Regions from separate parts of the Sus scrofa genome. Here region 1 is linked to region 2. The links are chromatin contacts, called in public Hi-C maps. All regions are on one chromosome and are shown on one strand. The core of a region is the stretch at or near the end of the contact, and the rest is flanking DNA. Distances in the headings are between cores, read along the strand shown. Region 1 holds the start of ATP6V1E1 (V-type proton ATPase subunit E 1). Region 2 holds the start of CCDC77 (coiled-coil domain-containing protein 77).

Evidence for each region. Hi-C and Micro-C count contacts between places; a contact is called where the count stands out from the background.
Region 1: a contact with region 2 is called in a Hi-C map of heart right ventricle, with 4 times the contacts expected there. The contact joins the promoter of ATP6V1E1 here to the promoter of CCDC77 in region 2. A contact is called at or near these places in 2 of 47 Hi-C or Micro-C datasets (heart right ventricle and liver).

Annotation. Positions count from the first base shown.
Region 1 is chr5:69,770,650-69,774,703 of Sscrofa11.1, reverse strand. It overlaps ATP6V1E1 (V-type proton ATPase subunit E 1), which reads left to right and starts at 2,666. Exons shown (of 9, transcript XM_003126593.6): 1 at 2,666-2,828. The coding sequence starts at 2,796.
Region 2 is chr5:67,723,097-67,727,205 of Sscrofa11.1, reverse strand. It overlaps CCDC77 (coiled-coil domain-containing protein 77), which reads right to left and starts at 1,449. Exons shown (of 12, transcript XM_021092489.1): 1 at 1,339-1,449.

The DNA of each region.
Region 1 (4,054 bases), core at 1,417-3,916, 2.0 Mb before region 2:
TGTCTGAAAGTAATAATAAATTATAAAATTCAGCACACTGTTTTCCAAAAACCAAAAGCACAGTGACCTGCGTAGTGCTACGTCTGATCCAGTCACTGATTTAATAAATGCTTACGCATGTATTAGATGGCCACTATCACCTCCCTGGCCTGTTATTTGCAGAACATTGTAAAAATAAATGGGAGGGGAAGTTGTAATAGAAATTAGTGAAGGAGTTCCAGTTGTGGTTCAGCAAGTTAAGAACCTGACTAATATCCATGAATATGCAGGTTTGATCCCTGGCCTCCCTCAGTGGATTAAAGATCTGGTGTTGCCATGAGCTGTATTGTAGGTCACAGATACAGCTTGGATCTGGTGTGGCTGTGGTTGTCGCATAGGCCAGCACTGCAGCTCTGATTTGACCCTTAGCTTGAGACCTTCCATGCGCTGCAGGTGAGGCCCTGACATAGGATGCCAGAGGCGGCACAGCTTCCTGCCTTCTGAGATGGTGCAAAAACTAACTAGATGAGAGAAAGAAGCCTAGCTCAGGCTTGGATTTCATGCCTGGCTTAGGAAATTCCATATACTGAGGGGCCAGCCTAAAAGAAAAAAAAGGAGCCTTAAAGATGTGTGTGCCATTCCCATTAAAAGGACAAACTGGCATGTATTTTCTGATTCAAAGTACTGAGAACACACTATCACACATGTAGTTCTCCTTCCGTAGACATAACCTGAGTGTAATTATTAGGAAACCATCAGAGAAAGCCAAACTGAGGGACCGTCTATAACAATTCAGATGTCTAGTGCTCTCCAGTAATGTCACTATCAGGAAGGACAGTCTGAGGAAATAGTCCATGTTAAAGAAGACTAAAAAGACAAGGTCATTAATAGAATAGGTGACTTGGATTGGGTCCTGAATCAAAAAAAAAAAAAATTGCTACAAGGAACATCAGTGGAAGATACAGTCAAATTGGAACATGGGCTTGTTAAATTTCCTGAATTTTGATCAATGTACAATCTTAGCCTTAGGAAACACACCCTGAACTATTTAGAATCATGACTTACATATAGTTCCACATATGAAGTGATAAAGATAGCAAAATACTAACAACTGGTGAGTCTAAGAGAGGGGAGTTCATTGAACTATTCTTAAACATTTTAAATTTCATAAAAATAAAATCTAGTAATAAAAATGTGTGTGCCCTTTGGCCCATAATTCTATTACAAGAATCTATTCTAAAAATATGTTTTCATTGTTCTCTGGCTTTGGAGTTCCTGTCGTGGCTCAATGGTGACGAACCCAAATAGCGTCCATAAGGACGTGGGTTTGATCCCTGGCCTTGCTCAGTGGGTTAAGGATCCTGCGTTGCTTTGAGCTGTGGTGTAGGTCAGCATTAGCTGCTCTGATTCAACCCCTAGCCTGGGAATGCCAGGGGGTACTACCCTAAAAAAGAAAAAAAAAAAAAAAAGGTTTCTGGCTTTGTAAAACGGGGGCTTAGCAAGTAAGTCTGGGAGAATTTCTGCCCTATTCTTTCTCTCTTTTGGTTGCTGTGCCACATATGGAGTTCCAGGGCCAGGGATCAGATCTGAGCTATAGTTGTGACCTAAGCCACAGCTACAGCAATGCTGGATCCTTAACCCACTGTGCCAGGCCAGGAATCAAACCTGCGTCCCTGCACTCCAGAGACCCCCCGCCAACCCCGTTGCACCACAGCAGGAACTCATGCCCTAATTTTCTGAATCATTTCTTCTAAATGGACCCTGGGATGATGTTGAAAAACGCACAAGATCATTAGGAAGAATTCCAAATAAATTAAATAGGTAGTTCACCCTAGAGAAGCTGGAGCTAAAGCATGGGTTGCACATAATTTGTCTTTCCAAAAGGTATGGAAAGCGCAGCAATAGTAACTTTACAGTGCAAAATTTTAGAGAAACCACTCTGGCTGATCACTGCTTCAAGGACACTGATCAAGGACAACCAACAGTCAAAAATCACCTTGACAGAATGAGCCCTTGATGTGATGAAAACAGCATTTTTCCTCTGTGCTCTTCCTCCCCCAAACCCACAATCACTGATGAATCATGAGAAAATCCCTAAAGAGGTGCAGCTATTATATACCTAACAGTATCCCTCAAAATGTCAAGATGATCAAAAAGGAAGGACTGGTAGACTTCACCCTCAAGAAGAAACTTAGGAGACAGGACAACTAAATGAAAGGCACGTTCAGGGACTGGATCCTGGAACAGAGAAAGGACATCCGGGGAAAACTAAAGAAATTGATTGAACTGTGGGCTTCAGTCATTGCATCAGCGTCCATTAATGAAATGTAACAAACCTGCCCCAGAAAGGCAGGAGGCTAGTAACGAGACTCTGAGCTCAAGTTTTCGGTAAATCTGAAACTGCTCTAAAAAAAGACCTGTTAGTAAAATATTGCTGCATTTGCTTCCATGAGGGCCAGGAAAGTGAAATAAATTTTGGTGGGCATAAATAAAAACAAGAGCTATAAATGCTCAGGAAACCTTAGGCACTGGGAGGCCGACCTACCCCTGGCCCAAAGAAAAGGCAGCTATAGGTCACGGAAAGTCACCAGCAAGCAACAGCCAGGGACGTGGGGGGAGTGGTGAGGGCGGGGCGGGACTTCCGGACCCCTCTTTCCCTACTGGCTGGGCCGTGCGTCGTCGCCGGCGGAAACCGGAAGTCACTCTCACAAAACAGAGAGGCCGGAAGCTGCGCCGGCTTTTCTCTCCTCTTCGCGAGAGGTTGTCATCAGCCTTGAGCTCCGGCCCGTATCCCGTTGCCTCACGTCGCTTGCGCTATGGCTCTCAGCGATGCCGACGTGCAGAAGCAGGTAAGAATTGTACTGGGCCCCGGGAGGCAGGCCGGCTCCGCCCTGGGCCTGGAGGAGCCCCGCGGCGGCGGCCTTGTGGGTTAGGCTTTCCAGTGTTCGGGAGCCCCACCTCAGTTGCCAGGCCCTCGGCGGTGACCGCATCGCGAGCCTGTGCGAGTCAGGGCCGTGCGTTGTGCTTGAGGCAGTGCGGCCGGCCCTGGGGTCGCGGCGCTCCTGTGCGCCGTCGAGTTCGCGGGCGCGGGCGTTGACCGGTCTAGGCCGGCCTTGGGTGAAGGACACTCAAAGCAGCAGTTTGGAGAACTAGAGTGATTCTGTAGTTCTGGGAAAACTGACTAACGCTCACTCATTGCCTTGTGAATCTTAGGTGAGCAGTGCGGTGATTTTTCCTTGGATGTTTCCATTTCCTTCAAAACGACTTGCGTTTTATGCGTAAATTAATATGCCCTAAGAAGGGTGGAGTTTCTTTCGATGGTTCTTAGGCTAGGCACAAAGGATTACAAAAGTAGCTTCTGTAGGGATATTTAGAGGATGTTACCCGGTGCATACAGAACCGGGGGGTTGAGGGGGAAGGGTTTGAACCTTAGTGGTTCCTGCATCTGAGTTTTACTGTAGGAGAAACGATGCAGTACACTCCACGTAGTCACTAGAATCTAGTACCAATTCTCTTCCTCTGTTCCTTCGTCTTCTCTCTGTTAAGATATACTGAAAAGTAAGGCTTCCCCCAGGAAAGATACTTTATAAAGGTAAAGCAGTGAATCTAGATCAAAATCATTTTTCTTTCAGTAAAAAGAATGTAGAGCTCTGTCTATATGTGTTCCTCTTCACGCTGCATATAGGGCCCCATCAGGGCAGTGCCTATGTTCCCTGTATTTTCAGCAGTGACTAGGCCACTTACCACACACACAGTGGGTGCTTATAAATCGTGAATTTCCTGATTTCTTCCCGGCGGTATTATAGTATTTGTATATGTTGCTTTTTTGTCTGGGGAGTAAGGTCATATATTTCATCAAAGTTTCAAAGGAATCCGACTCCAAAAAATATAAAACTCAGTAGCTTTGGCAAGAAGAAAAAAGTAATTCTCAAAAGCATATTTTTCTGCTTTCGGGGTGGAGTTAAGTATCCTGAAGAGGGTGACTTTCTCTTGTTGGAACTCCTAAAGGCAGAATGTGTTTATGTTGACTGTAAATGGGCTTCTCTGACCTGGTTAAAATTAGTGTGTTTTGCTC
Region 2 (4,109 bases), core at 200-2,699:
CTATCCACCCCATTTTTCCCATGAACCATCTTCTAGAAAGATTCATACATTGCTCCTCATAGTCTAACGCACTAAATCAAACTCATCTTAAACATCGTGGCTTTTTATTTAAGGACCAAACCTATCTCTCCTACCTACTTCCCTCTACTCCCCTAATATATCTTTGGTTTCCAGACACCATTGCCTCCAGGCCTTTGCTCATGAGGTCCCTGCAGCTGGAACACAGTTCCTTCCACACTCACAATTTCACTAAACAAAATCCAATCTGCACATGAAAACTCAAATACTACCTCCTTCATCTCTTCTTTCAGTTTCTGTAAACAAAATGATCTAATTTCAGAAGAACTGCATTTGGGTTTTCTTATTTGTTTTTTGTCTTTTTAGGGCCACGCCAGATGCATATGGAGGCTTCCAGGCTAGGAGTGGAATCAGAGCTACAGCTGCTGGCCTACACCACAGCCTCAGCAACAACAGATCTGAGCTGTGTCTGCGACCTACACCACAGCTCACTGGCAACACTGTATCTTTAACCCACTGAGCCAGGCCAGGGATCAAACCTGCGTCTTCATGGATATTAGCCAGATTCATTTCCCCTGAGCCATGAGGGGAACTCCAAGAACTGAATTTGTAATTCTCCAAAAGTTAACACAGTACAGTTCTTTGTGCCTACCACCTCTCCTGTGATGGTGTATGTTCCCTTCACACAGGAACAATCTATCTCTGGAAAGAAAGATGCCCTTGTTCACAGAGAAATTACAGGGTTTTGGCTAACATCTACTCCTCTATCCCTGTGATATCCTTGTTCAAGTATGAATATTCATCTCTTGTCTACTTACAACTAACATCTGTTTAGCATTTGACATTTATTATCCTCTTTACCCCATTACTCTGTGAAGCAATTTTGTTACTCCTCTATTTCATTTTATTATTGTTATCATTATTATTATTTTGGCCGCGCCCCCGGCATGGGAAGTTCCCGGGCCAGAGATCAAACCCGTGCCACAGCAGTGACAACGCTGGATCCTTAACCCGATGAGCCACCAGGGAACTCCACCCCTCAACTTACAAACGGGAGTGAGGCTGGGATCGGCAGAGAGGTGGGGGACCGACATTCCGTACTCTTTTCCCCCAGGCGCTCCGTCTTGATCCCCAGTAGCGCCAAAACCCCACCCCTCCTGCAGATGCTAACTGTTCGCTCCGGCCCGGGCCTCCCGTGAACCCTTTCAAGCTCACACCCCTCTCCTTCGCACTACTCCCGCAGCTACTTCTCCTCACCCGGTTTTCCTCCCAAGTCCCCTTCGCTGATCCCAGAGTCCCGAAACCCGGAACTCTACTCACGCCTCACTGAGCCGCGGACAGCAAAAGCCCAACCGAAAAACTAGTCAAATCCGGAGGCGTCGCGGCGCCACGGAGCGGGCACGGACGCGTCCAATCGGCCGCAGGTTTACATGGCCCTCAGGATTGTACACCAATAGGAAAGCTAGTCCACATAGGCCCGCCCCCTTCCCGCCCTCCCTCGCGCGCCTTGCCCCGCAGAAGTCGCCGGGAAATGTAGTCTTCGACACCCAGCTCCCTCGGTGGAGAAGGTGACCGGGTTGCTACTCATGTAATCCCAGTAGTGGTGGTGTGATGTTCGGCGTCAGACACTCTAGTTCTGGCTCAGTTTAGGCTTACTCACATACTTTGTTTTCATGAAAAGTGATGCAGAAAGTCAGTGCTTAACTACAGGATTATTATGAGTGGCCATGAGCAAGCTTATCTCAAGAAGGTGAAGAGTCTAAGAAGATGGTTTCTCCTTCAATGCCCTGGTGGCTTCTGGATCAGTTTCTACAGAGGATTATGTATATAAATGCTGTTTTTATCAATAGCAGACACTACCTCCTTTTCCTGAGAGATGTGAGAAACTGTCTTTAATCATATTCGTTCAAAGACCAATTGCGGTCTCATCTTTGCAGAAAAGTGATTTGTAGAGGGAGGCGGAAAGGCATTTTAGTCTCAGAGCTGCAGCTACTTCTATGGAAGAGCGTAGACTCTTCGGTGATCTAAGACCTGAGGATGTTCAAAACAAACTTTCCATCTTATAAACCTACTTTTCTCCCCGCTTTGATTTTTCTGTTAGTTACATCACGATTTTCGCAGGTACTTTGACGCTAGTTTTTCTCTTTTGGCCCCTCCATTGATTTAAAACCAAATCATGGTGATCTCATCTTCCTCCTGGTTCTCAAATTTATATCTTCCTATTTATTTCCACTCTGGGTCTCATTACCCCTAACTTGGGCTACTTAAACAGGTTTCTAAATGGCATTTTTGCCTCAAATTTTTTCCTTCTCTTCCATTCTACAAAAGGCGATTTTTGTATGTTTTTTGTTTAAGCACACTCTGGACTGATCATATTGTTACCGACCTGGGTTCTTGGACTTTTTAATCAATAGAAATTGATGGGACCAAATGAAAAATTCAGGCAAGGCTTTATTGGGGCTCGAGCTGCAGCACAAGAAACAAAAACAAGTAAAAGGTTCTCTTTCTAGTTCCCTGAGGGAGGGTGAGCTGATACCTTATGAATCAGGATGGGACTTGGGTCCTGGGACCCAAGACCTTGGCTACAGTGGCTGCAGTGCATGAACCTGGACAAACATCTCTTTGAGGAACAAAATACAAAGAAACTATAAGATACTAAAAATAACTGCCATACATGCAGTTGGGGAAAATTATGGGCAAGAAGATTAAAAAAAAAAAAAACCTAAAATGCAACTGCCACTTCTATTTTTTTTCTTTTTTTGTCTTTTTAGAGCCACACCTGTGGCACATGGAGGTTCCCAAGCTAGGGGTTGAATTGGAGCTACAGCTGCCAGCCTACGCCACTGCGGCCTACACCACAGCTCACAGCAATGCTGGATCCCCAACCCACTGATTGAGGCCAGGGATTGAACCTGCATCCTCATGGATGCTAGTCAGATTCATTAACCACTGAGCCACAGTGGGAACTCCGCGGCTGTCACTTTTCAAGAGCCAAGAGCAAAATCAGGATGCTACGCCTGCTCCTGTGCACGCAGACCGCCAAAGTCACCCTCTGGCCCAACCCCTGCACCTGCTCCTACCTTTGCCCCATATGAGGAAGCAGCTCGCCCCACCTTATGGAGCAAGCAAGGGAAGCTGTTGTTCGTTTTCACTCCCCCCTGCTGTAGCAAGGACCTCAGTAAAACCTTGCCTGAATTTTACCTCTTACCAATTTCTTTTCGTTGTTTTTTTTTTTTTTTTTTTTTTTTTTGCTTTTTAGGACCGCACCTGCAGCATTTGGAGGTTCCCAGGCTATGGGTTGAATCGGAGCTGTAGCTGCTAGCCTACGCCACAACCACAGCAACATGGGATCCAAGCCGCATCTGCAACCTACACCACAGCTCATGGTAACACTGGATCTTTAACTCACAGAGAAAGGCCAGGGATGGAACCTGTTGTCCTCATGGATCTTAGTCAGACTCATTAATCACTGAGCCACAACAGGAACTCCCCCCTTACCAATTTCTATTCCTCTCTTGAAACCACTCCACATCAGATTGATAATTTTTAAAAATCACTCTGGCGGCAGAGGATCAATAAATAACCTGTGTTTAAAGATCTGGGAGGGAAGTTACCGTCGTGGCGCAGTGGAAACGAATCCAACTAGGAACAATGAGGCCACAGGTTCAATCCCCAGCCTCACACTGTGGGTTAAGGATCCAGTGTTGCTGTGAGCTGTGGGGTAGGTTGAAGACTCAGCTTGGATCTGGTGGTTGCTGTGGCTGTGGCGTAGCTCTGATTCAACCCCTAGCCTGGGAACCTCCATATGCTGTGGGTGTAGCCCTAAAAAAAAAAAAAAAAAGAGATCTGGGAGGCTATAGTGATAATTCCTATGAGGGAAAAGGCCTAAAGAAGGGTGAATTGATGGAAATAGGAAGAGGGAAATGGGAGACGTTTAGAAGTTCCCGTTGACTGGCTCCAGGTCCAGGGCTCATCACAGTGGTAAGTTCAAGGGGAAGAATAAGTTTGGAGCCTGTGAGGAGGGCGGTAACTTGCTATATTCTCTGCTTCCTGCTCAGCCTCATCCTGTGGTGTGTAGCAGTGACCATTCT